Regions from separate parts of the Mus musculus genome. Here region 2 is linked to region 1. The links are chromatin contacts, called in public HiChIP or PLAC-seq maps. All regions are on one chromosome and are shown on one strand. The core of a region is the stretch at or near the end of the contact, and the rest is flanking DNA. Distances in the headings are between cores, read along the strand shown.

The links. HiChIP or PLAC-seq counts read pairs in DNA pulled down with a chosen protein or histone mark.
Region 2: a contact with region 1 is called in a CTCF HiChIP or PLAC-seq map of the NIH/3T3 cell line, with 10 read pairs. The contact joins two enhancer-like sites. A contact is called at or near these places in 1 of 39 promoter capture datasets (stem cell-derived epiblast-like cells), 2 of 15 datasets of contacts at CTCF or cohesin (both in the NIH/3T3 cell line), 2 of 484 Hi-C or Micro-C datasets (embryonic fibroblasts and nephron progenitors) and 1 of 115 datasets of contacts at active chromatin or transcription factors (neural progenitor cells).

The regions. Positions count from the first base shown.
Region 1 is chr11:56,264,856-56,271,901 of GRCm38.p6, reverse strand. It overlaps the pseudogene Gm12240. Among named protein-coding and RNA genes, the nearest start is that of Gm46260, 150 kb to the right of the region's middle. Within about 2 kb of position 1,526, at least 18 of the 459 cell types and tissues checked have an H3K27ac peak or open chromatin away from gene starts, as enhancers often do. A contact at or near this core is called in the NIH/3T3 cell line and embryonic fibroblasts, where this site is marked.
Region 2 is chr11:56,372,089-56,378,842 of GRCm38.p6, reverse strand. No RefSeq gene overlaps it. Among named protein-coding and RNA genes, the nearest start is that of Gm32500, 50 kb to the left of the region's middle. Within about 2 kb of position 5,097, at least 28 of the 459 cell types and tissues checked have an H3K27ac peak or open chromatin away from gene starts, as enhancers often do. A contact at or near this core is called in the NIH/3T3 cell line and embryonic fibroblasts, where this site is marked.

The DNA of each region.
Region 1 (7,046 bases), core at 277-2,776:
AAAGTATGCGCAAAGATCTGTGTATTCGTCAGGATACCCTAGAGGAACAGAATTGATAGAATGGCTATATATGTTCATATATATATATATATATATATATATATATATATATATATATACATATATATATATATGTTCATATATATATATATATACAGATATAGATATGTATAAATACGGGCTTAATTAGCATGGCCTACAGTTTAACAATGGCTCTTTACCAACAAAAGGTCCAAGAATCCGGTAGTTGTTCAGTCCAAGAGGCTGGATGCCTCAGCTGGTCTTCAGTATACACTAGAATTCTGAAGAAGTAGCCCCTAAAGCCAGTGAAGGAGTGGACTCAGTAGTGAGAGTGAGAGCAAGCAGGTAAAAAGCAAACAATTCCATCCTCCATCTCCTTTATACAAACTATCACTGGAAGGCGTAGCCCAAATTTATGATGAATTTTCCTACCTCAGAAGATCAAGATTAAAAATCAGTCTTCCTACTTCCAATGATTTCATTAAGAAAAATCCCTCATGGGTGAACCCAGACACTTAGGTTTTAGTTCATACAGATATAGTCAAACTGACAATAAAATATAACCATCACAATCTGGCTTCAACCACTCACTGAGGAAAGAGGGAGGAGGAGCAGGAGGAAGAGGGAGAAATAAGGAAGAGGAGGAAGAACAAAAGAAGGAGAAGATATCTATAGATACCACCTTCCTGCCATGGTTTAACTTCACAGGGTATGGTTGAAAATATCCCCATTCTGCTCCCAAGACTCCAGATAAAGCAGAGGCACTGGCTAGCAGGACGTGTGCTAAGTCCACTGAGTCACCACATTTTATCTCTGGAAGTGGGGTCTTTGCCAAATATTAGAGATTTCTTGAAAAGAATGAATTCCTGAGCTGCTCTGATGTGCCAGGCGCCATCTTGTACATATCACCTAAACACATTTGACACCACAAACCTGTGTGTATGGTGCTGGGTGTGGTGGATACACCAGGCAATGTGAAGCCACTGTCACTGGACTCAAAAGAAAGGCATTGTAAATCTTACCTTGCACTCTAATCCCTGGGTTGACCATTCCTCAGCCTGTTCACAGAGGTCATTTCCACTCAGATTCTCAAGGTTATTGTTCCAGCAATAGCATGCTATTGTTAAATACTGCCAAACTTCCTCAACTGGGTGTTTAACTCTCAGGATATGAACACCATGTTTTCCATGTTAGAAAGCAAATAAAAACAGTAACAGAAAAACACCTTATTTTGCTTTCTCTAACTACTACTGTATCTCTCGGCTCCTTTTAACAGTGTAGCTCCTGAATAGACTTTCTAAAATATCTCCTCCCTTCTCTGTGGTTGTAGAGTTGCTTCCTGTGAGTTGGTACATTCCTTTCTTGAGTGATGAATGGGGAAGTTTATGGAATATGTATAAGGTTGGTCTTTCTCTGTAGAAAGGTTATCCCTGGCTGTATGGAGACTCCTTTGTGGCGTTGCCTGCAAGTTAGGCAGGGGGTGGCAGGGCTACAGCTTTCAAGCTGTCACACTGGAGTGGAATTTCCTGTAGTGCAACAGCGTGAGGTGAGTGAGGCATTCCTGCTCCTGTAAGTAATCACTCATCCACTTTCCTCAAAGCAACTCTAATGAGTTCATTGCTTCACCAAGGCAGAGTTGGATGGAGTCATATTTTGCTCAGTCATTGGTGCTTTATCTGTGGCAAACTAAGGTTTGTTAATACAGGCCTGGTCCTCTCTTTAGCCCACTTGAGACATCCTAAGCCCAGGCTTGGTAACAGAGTGTTCCCTTTGAAGGCCACTATTACTCAATCCAGACTGGGAAACATCCTGTTCTGTCCTTTCTCATGTGACCTGACCTCTCAAGAGCTTGATGCAGTCGATCAGATCCTCCTGACAGGTTTACTCACTGGACTTCAGGACCCAACACTCTCCTAGTTCCTTTGCTCTCTGTACCCTCTGCTGTTGCTGCTCTGTCCTCATTAATGCTTGTGTAAGGTAAGCCCCAGTCTTACCCCGTCCTTTTGTTTCTGTACTCATAACCCTGCACATCTCAGCTACTTTGTTCTGTGAATAGCTCCTCTACACTGACATCCTTTCCTTTCTGGTAACCATACCCAGTTAAAATGTTAGCATGCTACCTGCTCTCCTGTGCTTGTTTCTCCCTCTCCTCCCTCTCCCTCTCCCTCTCCCTCTCCCTCTCCCTCTCCCTCTCCCTCTCCCTCTCCCTCTCCCTCTCCCTCTCCCTCTCCCTCTCCCTCTCCCTCTCCCTCTCCCTCTCCTCCCTCTCCCTGTCCCTCTCCCTCTTCTTCTCCCTTTCCCTGTCTCCCTCTCCCCCCTCTCTCCCTCTCCTCCCTTTCCCTCTCCATCTCCTTCTCTCTCCCTCTCTTTCCCTCTCTCTCCCTCTCTCCCTTTCTACCCCTCTCTCCCTCTCTCTCCCTCTCTCCTCCCTCTCTTCTCCCTCTCTCACTCCCTCCCCCCTCTCTCCCTCTCCTTCTCACACTGTCCCTCTCCCTCTTACACTGTCCCTCTCCCTCTGTCCCTCCCTCCCATGCACACCACACGCACGCGCACACACACACACACACAAACACAAACACCCCTTCCTTTTTTCCCTATGTCCTTCACACTAATGGTGTCAGGGCAGATCTCCTGTGCGGCTCACTGTGTTTTCAATATGCTGTGAACAGGAGTCCAGAGCAAGAGATTAAAGACATTCTAGCCCAGAAAAGGGAATTCTGATTCACTGCTGTTGGGAATTTAAATTACTTGTATTATGAACACTAGGTTTAAGCACTACAGCACAGGAGAAATCACATGGCTGGCTCGGTAAATCTGATCAAGAAGATTGGGAGCACCCAGGCCCCATGGGTGAACCTGATACTATTATTTTTCCTAAATGGACATAGTATCAAACTGCTCTCTATGTTTGCATCTCTCTACCTGTAGATTGGCAGGCACAGCACTGTGACCTCATCAGGGAAGTTTCTTTGTGCAGTGGATGGAGGTTAATGCAGAAACTCGCTGCTGGTCAAAGTTCAGGGAATAAGTGTTTGTAGAGTGCTCAGTTACAAAAGGGACATCCATGTCACACTTCCTCCCTTCAAGGCTGAGGGAGCTTCATAGAAATGAGATCAGAAGGGCTGCAAAAAACAGAGGTCAGAGGTCAGGAGTGATGCAAAGAAACAATGTCTTCTGGTCATGATAAGACTTCTGAACTCACGAACTCACTGTAGTTGTGCTTGCCTGCAAAAAAATCCAGTCCACATGGCAACAGGGACTAGGGAGGGCTTCTCCTAGCTGAGAAGCTGCAATCCATTCATTAATGGCTTCTAGGAGAGAGAGAGTCTGTTTTCTTTAAGGATGTGGCCTCTCATAGTTCAACCATGATCCAGTGGATGGTCCTACCCCCATGAGTGTATGGGCAGCCAAAAGGGAGTCAGAGACTTATTAGAAAAAAAGAGGGCATTAAGTTGGGGGGGGGGGTGGAGGTTGGGAGAAATTAAGAACAGGAGTGAGGTTTTAATATAATCAAAATATACTATATTCATGTCTGAAGTTTGCAAAAATTAATAAAACATCATGCAAATGAAAAATGACTAGCGTTGTGAAAGAAAAATGAATGATATGGAGATTTCTCAAATAAATAAAGTAACAAAAGAAATGAAGAGCCATAAAGTCCCAATTGTCCTACCTTCAGGACATCCCAAAGGGGATGAATCAATACATCAAAGAGACACCTGCATCCCTATGTTTATGTAAGAAAGAGAAATGAATACTGTATATTCGCACTACTATGTAAAAAATAAAAATGTCTTTGTCCTAGTGTAGAAAGTGAGGCTGAGGAAGTGGTAAGGGTGGGGGATCCATAGCAAGCACTAAACTCCAATAGTCAGCAGGAGTGAGTTCGAAGGTCCCATGGCGTGATGGAAGTGTGAGTGACTGCAGCTGACAGGTGTGCCTTGTGTGATTCATAGGCAACTAAAAGGGTTGAATACTTCTTAACACAAAGTAATAACTCCCCAAGCAGAGGGAAAGGCCAGTCACCTCCAAATTCATCATGTCATGCTGAATATATACACTGAAGCATCACACGCTATGTCATAAGTACAGGTAAGCCTTGTGAGTCAGTTCAAATGATGAGAGAAAGGAGGGAGGAGAGAAAGACAGACAGAAAAACCTAAAATAGTGCCCAAACTTAGAAAATGGGAGGGAGCCCAAGATGTCTATGGAGGTTTTGTCTTTTCCTGCCTAATGTAATGCTAAATGTGGGCCCCAAAGACCTAGAGTCTACATGTAGCCCCTGGAATCCTGCTCCAAGTTAATTCTGATTGGTGAATAAAGATGCCAGATGTCGACAGCCAATAGCTGGGCAGAAGAGACATAGGTGGGGTTGTGGTGTTGTGGACTTGGGGGAGACATAGAAGCATGAGGAGGGAAGGAGAGAATGAAGCCACCATGGAATAGAAGAAGAATGAGCAGGAGGAGAAAGGAGAGCTGTCATGGGCTAAAGGCCAAGAGAACAGGGCCCAGAGAGCTGCCCAATTGGAGCTGAGGGCAGCCCAGATGGAACTTCGTAAATAGTAAGTGATAATTTGAGGTTATCGATAGGAAAGTAGATTCTAACAACATGGAGGGTAGGCAGCTGCCCAGCTATTTTGACACCTAAGGCATATTAAAAATATAAAGGCTGTGTGTATGTTTCATCCAGGAACATAAATGGTCTAAATCAGGGAAGCAAACCCCGCACAGAGATTTTTAATATTTTCTATTACAAATGTCGGCTAAAAGGAAGGCTTTGAGCAAAGAACTGTGCCAACCCAGACTCACCTGCTCAGTGTTACATCGCAGACAAGCTATTCAACCTCTTCTCTACAAATGCAAGTGTGCAGGATAGAAAGATCAGAGCATCCAGCCTTTACTGCCCATGCCATGGGCACGCCATGGGCACGCCATGGGCACACCAGCACAAGGACAGCCCTACCATCTTTGGATTGTAAGATTATATTGATTTGATGGCATTTGTGCACACGGCTGTAATCTTGTTGTTTCTTTCCTTTCGAAAAAGAAATGAAATCTTCCACTTATCAGCTGTTTTAAAATCAGAATAGGCTCCATTTGCTCAGCTAGATAAGGGTGAAAATAAATGTCACTTTCAATGGGTAAGACGGGTGCTATAGTACAATAGCAAACTGGGTTGAGATGGTCAAATGGCACAAAACTCAAGCAAGATGAAAAGAATAAATTCAAGATGTCAACTGTACACTATGATCCATCCAATTAAGCTGTAAATTATGTCTGTCACCTAGAAAAAAAAAAAAAAAAAAAAAAAAAAAACCTATTGGTTTGGTGGTGGTGGTGGTTTTTGCTTTGGTTTGGGTTTGGGTTCAGTTTGTTTTTACTGTTTTTTTGTTTGGTTGGTTTTGATTGCTTTATTGGTTGGTTAGTTGGTTGGTTTGGGTTGGTTTGGTTTTGGTTTGGGTTGTTATGTTATGTTATGTTATGTTATGTTTGAAACATGCTTTTACCATGTAACACCTGGCTGTCTGGGAACTCTTTACCTAGAGAAGACTAGCCCTGAACGCACAAAGAGCCATCTGCTTCTGCCTCCCAAGTTTACAGGTTAAAGGCCTAGCCACAAAATAGTTTGAAAATTGTATTTAAAATAAAGTAAAGCATCTAAACACCACAAGCCTAATGTAATCACAATAGCACACATGGGAACTTCATTGTTCACCAAAAAAATCATGAGACAATCAAGCATGTTATATGCAACAAAACACATGTAGGATGTTAGGCACAAGTGAACAGTCAGGAACCCTGACTTTGCAGCGAAACTAAAACGGAGGCTACCAGCTCTCAATGGGCAGCGAGCGTACTCAGTGCCAGAAGGTTTCCTCCCTTAGAGCAGTGTGTGTGAGGAGCTAGGGTCTTCTGGGTCTGTAAAGCATTTTTCCATCTGACAACGTTTTTAGTATTTACTAAAGTTTTAAAAATAAAAGAAAACCTACTAGGTTGAGGATGGACACGGATGACCTCCACAGCACCTCCACCTTCTCTTCAAACTGTGATGTCTACTCACTTCCCCTATTTGGGGAAAACAAACTTCTTTCTGATTAGATTGAGGCCTGTTCTATGGAAGCTAACTTCATGCCTGGTATTGTGATCGTGATCAAAAGTCTGTGGACAGGGACACCATAGGGCCAGGGTAGAAATTGCTATTGTTAATTTGCTAAATGGCCACACTGTAAAATTACCTTCTAAATATTTGTGGCTAAGACCTGCTTGCTCTGCTGCTCTTAATCTTGGCCAGAAAACCTTCTTTTTGCAGTGAGTAGTAGTCCATGGTAAGGTGCATGATTGGTCAGAGTGCTGAGCACAGACACTGGGTACTCAGCCCTAAGTAGGCCATCAGTATCGAACCCTAGCACAAGGCTAAGGGCATATTAAAAGAAGAGAAGGGAATGATGTAGGAGGGGATGATGGGAGGACCACTGTGAAAGGATGTCTTCTGGACAAGAAACAGCTGTTACATCCATGAAATCACAGCATCTGGGTTACCTGCAGAAGATCTATGCAAGGTCAAGCTAGTGAGAATCTTGGAAAAGACAGGAAACATGGTCTCCAGGCCCCATCCCTTACTGGGAAACTATTGGCAGTTGATAGTTTGGGGGTGCAGGAAGAGAGTGTTTTATTATTATTTTATTATTAGTGTATTGTATTGAGGACATGGTCACTAATGAGATCCCCAAGCTCCAGTGGATTCACGCATAAACTTACAGGCAGAATGTGTGTGTGTGTGTGTGTGTGTGTGTGTGTGTGTGTGTGTGTGTGTGTAGTCATGCACATGCATATATATAATAAGGACATGGAGTTGGGACAAATATGTGGCGGGAGACACAGCAGAAGCTGGAGGTGGGTATGATCATATTTCATTGTACGTAAATATGAAATTCTCAAACATAAAGAAAAGTACAAACCCATGAGACCGAAACAACGAATGGCATGGGAACTACTCCAGTGACAGCATCTTGGGGAGACTGGTG
Region 2 (6,754 bases), core at 3,848-6,347, 100 kb before region 1:
TCGCAAAGTGCAAACAGAGGACACCTAGGACCTTAGAGAGTTGTTTTATCACACATGCTGCTTGTTAGGTTTGTGAGGTGACCTCTCTGACATCCCCTCAACTTCAGGATGGTTATGGTAATCTACTCCCAGCCTGTCTTATGGGCCAATGAGAAAATTGCATAAAAAACAGTTTAGAAAAATTCTGTGGCCCATAGAGGAGTTGTCAGTTGTCCTCCTACTTCTTCTGTTCTGAAACATCTCCTTTCTATGATTCTAGAAAAAAAAAAAAAAAAACATGGGTAATTACATCTTCTTTTCTAACAAAACCACCAGCCCCACTGCCATGGTTATAAATGGTGCTGTTTAGAGTGGGGAGAGGAAAGCAGCAAAAGACCCTTGACCAGCTTTCTGGCAGAATTAGCATTACTCTAATTATAATACATAATGCAGCCTGTGTTATCTGATGGCATCCCACACTAGGACAGAGTTTGAGGAGAGCCAGCCTGCTATGTTAACTAGAAATTAGATTGGACACCAATGCTGTCATCAGGATGGAAAGCTGTCAGAGAGCATAATAGTGAAACTGAAAAAGGGCACCGAAGAGTAGCATCAGAGACCAAGAGAGGCCAAGGTGCCCAGCAGGGCTCTCTGAGACCAGAGATTAGGCCAATCTCATTAGAAACCATCATTAACTACTCCTAAGAGGGCAGTGGGTCTCCTTAGAGTGATTTGCAGAAGGTGTTTAACTCTGATGGCTGCCAGCAAAGAGAAACATGACCATACAGGGAGCAGATAGTAGAAGTTTCAGGATCAGATTCTTTTAGAACAACAAGAGCTTGGGTTTATAGCCTAATGTGCTATTTTGATTTCTACTTCTTTCTATTCTCTGTCTGTCTGTCTCTCGGTCTGTCTCTCTGTCTCTGTCTCTCACTCTATCTCCCTCTGTGTCTGTCTCTCCCACTCACCCCCTTAGGTTTACTAGGAGCACTTCAAAGAGAATTATACTTCTATCTTCTGTAAGTTTCACCCCCCCCATCTTCTATGACTCATTTGAGCTTCTAAAATGAAGCAGTCTTAGCCCTCCCCAGACTGTAAACTCCCTCAGGGAGAGGGAGCTGTCTAATTCTTCACGGACTGCATAATATTTAAGATGACAGCCATTCACACTTCTCTAGACCGGGATTTCATTATCCACCCTCTACCTGCTTTAAACGATACAGCTCAAGCTCCTTCTATCTCTGTGAACATCTGGTTCAGCCTCCGTACTGATCTCCCTCATGTAGTCTCATCTCCGTCCCCTCATTGTGCCTGAATCCATCTTTTATCTGCTGCCACAGCAAGGAGACAACTTAACATGCTTACTCACTCACACAGTTTCTCATTAAAAATGCCCAGAAATTCTCCCTGGCTAGTGGTCTAGGCATAAACAAGCCCTATTCTTGACAACAAGCTACATGGTCCCCACCCTGTGTTTTCCACTCATTGCCCACTGTTCCTGCTCACTCAGTGATGATTCTGTTTGTTCTGCACCCCTCTCATCCTCACCCCCACACACGGACAGTTGTCCCCTTGACTCTCTAGTTCTGTTTGTGTTCTTCTGTTCCTCTACCTAGGGTCTTAATCTCTCTAGCTTCTTTCCTTTGATCTTTTCTTCATACCAAGGTAACACAACTACCCTGAGATTTATCCTGATACCTCAGTATCTTTTCTGCTCCACTCAGCTGTATCCAGCTCAACACTGGATGTGATCCAAGTCCTATGGGATTCAACACGTGGACATCCCTTAGACATGCTTCTCTCTGCTCTACTTTTATGACACAACAATATCAGCAGATCTACACAATGGGTCTTCAACCGGTCTCTTTACAAGCATCTTTTCTGATAAGTAGTGAGACCTTAATGGTGCCTTTTTCATGCTCCAAAATATTTCCTGTTAGTAAAGATGAAAATCAAACTTAATACAGAAGCTTTACCAAGCCCTGGAGCTTATCTTAAATCCAAGGTTAACTAAGGTCTCTGTGGTTTTGTTCCATGCTGTGTCTATTAGTTCCCAACCTGCTCTCAGTGATCAGATATGCTTCAGGAAAGGCCATCATGGAAATAGAGGTTTATGTCAGTTTGCAGTGAGTAAGGATTCAGTCAGGCATGAAGCTGGGGCATGGAGGCAGGATCTTGAGGCCCAGGGTATGGGTCAGGCAGAAGAGATGAGTACAGATTCTCACCGGGCTTCTCCTTTTCTCTCCTTATCCAGTCCAGACTCCAGCTCCTAGGATGGTACAACTCACATGTATACAGACTCAACACACTCAATGAACCCTATCTGGACACACCATCACAAGTACTTGTCCGTGGGTCAGGCTGTTTCTTCACACTCCACTCTGGTGTTCTTCTGCAATGTCCTCAAATAGGCCATGCTTTCTTATTTCTTAGCCCACCCCATGTTCTCTTTCTGGAATATTCTCAGCCTATCTACTCCATTAATCCGGATATAGCTTTAAAGTCATGATTCAAGCTTAAGTTCTCATAAACATCTCTTGATGTTCTAGAGAAGTGATTCACAAACTATATGTCATGACCCCTTTTGGGGGTCAAATGACCCTTTCACAGGATTGCCTAAACCATTGGAAAATACACACACTTACATTACAGTTCATAACTGTAGCAAAATTACAGTTATGAAATAACATCAAAAAGAATTTTATGGTTGGGGGGTCACCAAAACATGGGGAACTACATTAAAGGGCCGCGGCTTTAGGAAGGTTGAGAACCATTGCCTCAGAGACTCTACTGAACACTCTTATAGCAGTCTGTGCCTTTCAATAGTGAAAAGACATGAATTAATCCCTGTGTGGAAAGTAAAATGTTCACAAACCTTCCTGCATATAGAAATGAATTAGTAATGTTATTTTCTTTATATTTTTGCTTGACAAACTGCTACTCAGTTTCTTGGATATAGGTTAGAGCTCACTTAATTAAACTATAATTTCCTGTGCCCTGTGTTCTACATGGAGAGGAGGAGTGTGCTACAAAATTCATGCTTACTGACTGACATCTTTACATGGAGACTTGTCACAGCCTGTCATCCCTAACATCACACTCTTATTCCCAACTCTGTCTCATCTGTAAGAATGAAGTTCTAGCCAGATAGAAGGTACTGTGTTCTAAGTATATCTAGGGCTATAATGCAGAGCCAGAGTCCAACATCATCCAAACACTCAAGTGATAGAAGCAGAAGGATTGCTGTGAGTTTGAGTTTGGAGTTTGTGGCCACCCCAAGCTATAGTGTAAAATTATGTCTCTAAAACAAAAATAAATCAACAGCAACAAAGGGAAATAGGGACAGAATATCTGATGTGAAGAAATATCCATAAACATTCTACAGCAGGGTTTTCGTGTAACCTTGGTCTCCTGAATCAGAGCCTTGCATTCTCTGAGGACGGAATGAAGTCCAATGCTAGCCATGATATGTAAAGCATGCCAAGAGAATGTACCTAACCCTCTCCAAGAATTTATGAGCGGTTGTACATCTGTCCCCAGATGATGTGAGCTCAGAAGTTTATAGGGAATGGAATTTGTACAGAAGCGGAAACCAAATAAAGAAGAAATAAACAAATTACCCCACCCAGACCTGGGTTTGGTGACATTGGTGTGTCCTTAACACAGTTACCCTCAAAACCAAGATCCTCTAGGACTAATCAGCCACACAAGACCATGAAATTCCTCTTTAAATATAAGCTACTTAGAATGCAGAGTTCCTGTCATTTGTGATCAAAATAATCCTAAGAGGTGTATGATTTCCCAAAGCAGATGAAATTTAAGTAGATTTTAAAGACAGGTCTGTGGAAAGAGAAGCCAACTAGGCATGGAGAATAACCGATCCAACACATACTGGTTGGACCAGCATTGTTCATTTGTAGAGCTGCAGAGGGATGCTTGTTGTAGGCTGGTAAAGAGAAGACTGTTCAGCAGCATCAGCCTTCTGTTTTCTGAAAGCTAGTATCCCATATTCATGTCTGCTGACTTCACTATGACCACTTCACTGGAGCAAGAGTTAAAGTATGCCCCAGTGAATTGATGGAAAAGGAACAAAGCAAACAGGAAATGCTTTCACAGACAAATGAAAAATTCTGAGAGTAGCAAAGAAACAAAGCCAAACCTGCTGACTCCCCACACTGCATTAAAAGAACGGAGGGACGAGACTGATGTTAAAGGCTGTCCACTGGCTGACTCACTAATATTAGTGTCGTAAAACACGCACATTAAAAGTCTTCTGTGGGCAGATAAAATTTCATGAGTCATTCAGTGTTTACTCTGTGAGGGGTAATGAATCCAGCATCGAGTATGATAATCTTGATGTCAGCTCCCTCATGTGGCCAGGGGTCCTGGCAAGATGCTGAGGCTTCACGGGGCCAACACACTTCATGGGTGTCATAGCTAGAGATAGTTCACCTCATTTCTCTGATGCTGTTCCTCCTTCTACAATACTACCACTTCTACTCTGTATTCATCCTCATCATACCAGCCTTCAGGTCCTCTAAGGAATGCCACTTTCTCTGTAAAGCCTTCCCTTTCTCCCCAAGAAAGTCAAGTCTTGCTAGAGATTCACCTAGAAGATTACAGCCCCATTCTTTGAATAAACCTATTTGCAGTTCTTCTATTAGTGGAATGATAGATTGGCATATAGTGATCTTCTCCTTGGATCTTAAGCTCTGCAAAGGTAGAAACTGATCTCACCTGCTTGCTCCTTTATGTAACTCTCTCATGCATGCTGTCAGAACAGCGGAGCTCAAACAGGCCCTGGGTGTTCTCTAACTCAACCAGTTAAGCTAGATTAACTCCCTTGCAAACTGCCTGTCTGTAACTCTCTGTCTCTTTTCTAATCCATCTCTTCATCTTGTTATTTTTTTCCCCTAGCATTGGAAAATTACTGGCAATGTGAACATAATTGTGGAGAAATAGAAAGAATGACGCTTCTTCTCTGAAAGGGACAGAGATGATGGATTTACGAAAGATAAGCAAGCAAAATAATTTCAAAGGATGATTCATGCTGTGCAGAAAACTAGGTTATTGGGCTGGACACATGGAAGTAATGTTTCATCAGCTTAAAGTGGTTACCATGCAAACACAAGAACCTGATTTCGGTATCCAGAGTACACACGAATAAGCCTGGTGAGGTACAGGCTTGGAATCCCTGTGCTGGGTAGCTGGGGAGGGGTAGGAATCCCCAGGGGTCTCCCACCAGAGAGCCTAGTATTGTGCTATTTCTGTAAAAGTGAAAGCTTGTGTCTCAAAAACAAGGTGAAGCATTTCAAAGCCTCCTGTTCTCTGCACATTGACCAGTTGTAGGTTTCTGTTTACTTCCATCTATTTCAACAAGAAGCTCCTCTGAAAGGGTTGAGTTATGTACTAATGTATAATACAGTGATAAGTTACTAGGAGTAATTTTAATCTTTTGTCCATTTAGCAGAATGTTTTCTCCTAGATCCCATGACTTACCTAATAGTAGGTTTTGGACTTGCTGACAATGTCATGGCTGGGTTTTATCTCATGGAACAGTCCTTAAATTAAATCAGAGAGTGTTTTGGGGTTTTTTTGTATTTTTTTTACCCCTGTACCATTTAAACTTTTATTGCATCATGCCAGGCAAATTGTTATTGCCACTAGCAGTGTTCATAGTTAGGTGAGATGAAAGTTTATTTTTCTTCTTCAGTAGTGGGCACAACATTCTAAAACCATGAACACTGGCCAGCAGGGTTGACTCTTCCAGTTGACTGCTATCTAGAGTTCTCCATATCATAGAAGTCATGTATGTGGTGTCTTCAGCAATAGCATCTTGCCCACAATTTCTGGAGTTAATTGAGAGCATTGGCAATAGTCTGTACTGTTTAGAGGATCTATGGGACCCCACTGACCAACAATTCAAAAGGATGTAGCCCTTTCCTGTACTAGTGATTTTATTGATAGAATACGGTGTCTATTTGGAGTATTGTCACTCCATTTTAGAGTAATTCCATTTAAACTCTTCTTATCCATGTGGATGTGAATATTTTAGAAAGCTTCTACAGTTGTGGGTTTCAATATGGTCTTTTCCAAGTGCCTTTGTTACATATATGCAAAGCATCTAGCTCTGTCCTATGCATGTTCTCTGATTGGCAGTTCAGACTCTATGAGCCCCTATGGGCTCAGATTAGTTAATTCTGTAGGTTTTCTTGTAGTGTCCTTGGTAGGTTTTTCTAGCTCTTCTTAATGTTTGGCTGTTGGTCTCTGCAACAGTTTCCATCACTGCTTTGCCTAGCCTCAGTAGAAAAAGATGTGCCTAGTCTTATTGCAACTTGATATGCCAAGGTTGGTCTATATCCATGGAAGCCCCACTCCCTTTTTTGAGGAGGAGAAGAGGAGTGGGTGAAGTCAAGACAAGGGGAGAGGGAGGGACTGGGAGGAGGAGGGAGGGGAAGCTGTGATTGGGATGCAAAATAAATAAGAAACTTAATAAAAAAAATCAGGAAAAAGGTGCCTCTGTTATTTATTCCTCACCATTTTCCATCTTTACATTCCCTCCCATCCTTCACCACCTTTAATCTTAACTATTCCCTTCTTCCCTCTCTTCCTTTACAACACTCTACATCCCCTTCCTATATCCCCTTCCTAGCAGATATCTCCCTCTCCCATAGCATGGTGCATTTTAGATAGAATATCTTTATTTTTTTCTTTGACAAATGTATACTTGTTTACACGTGTCTTAATTCTCCCCCTTCTCCCTTTTTCCCTAGCA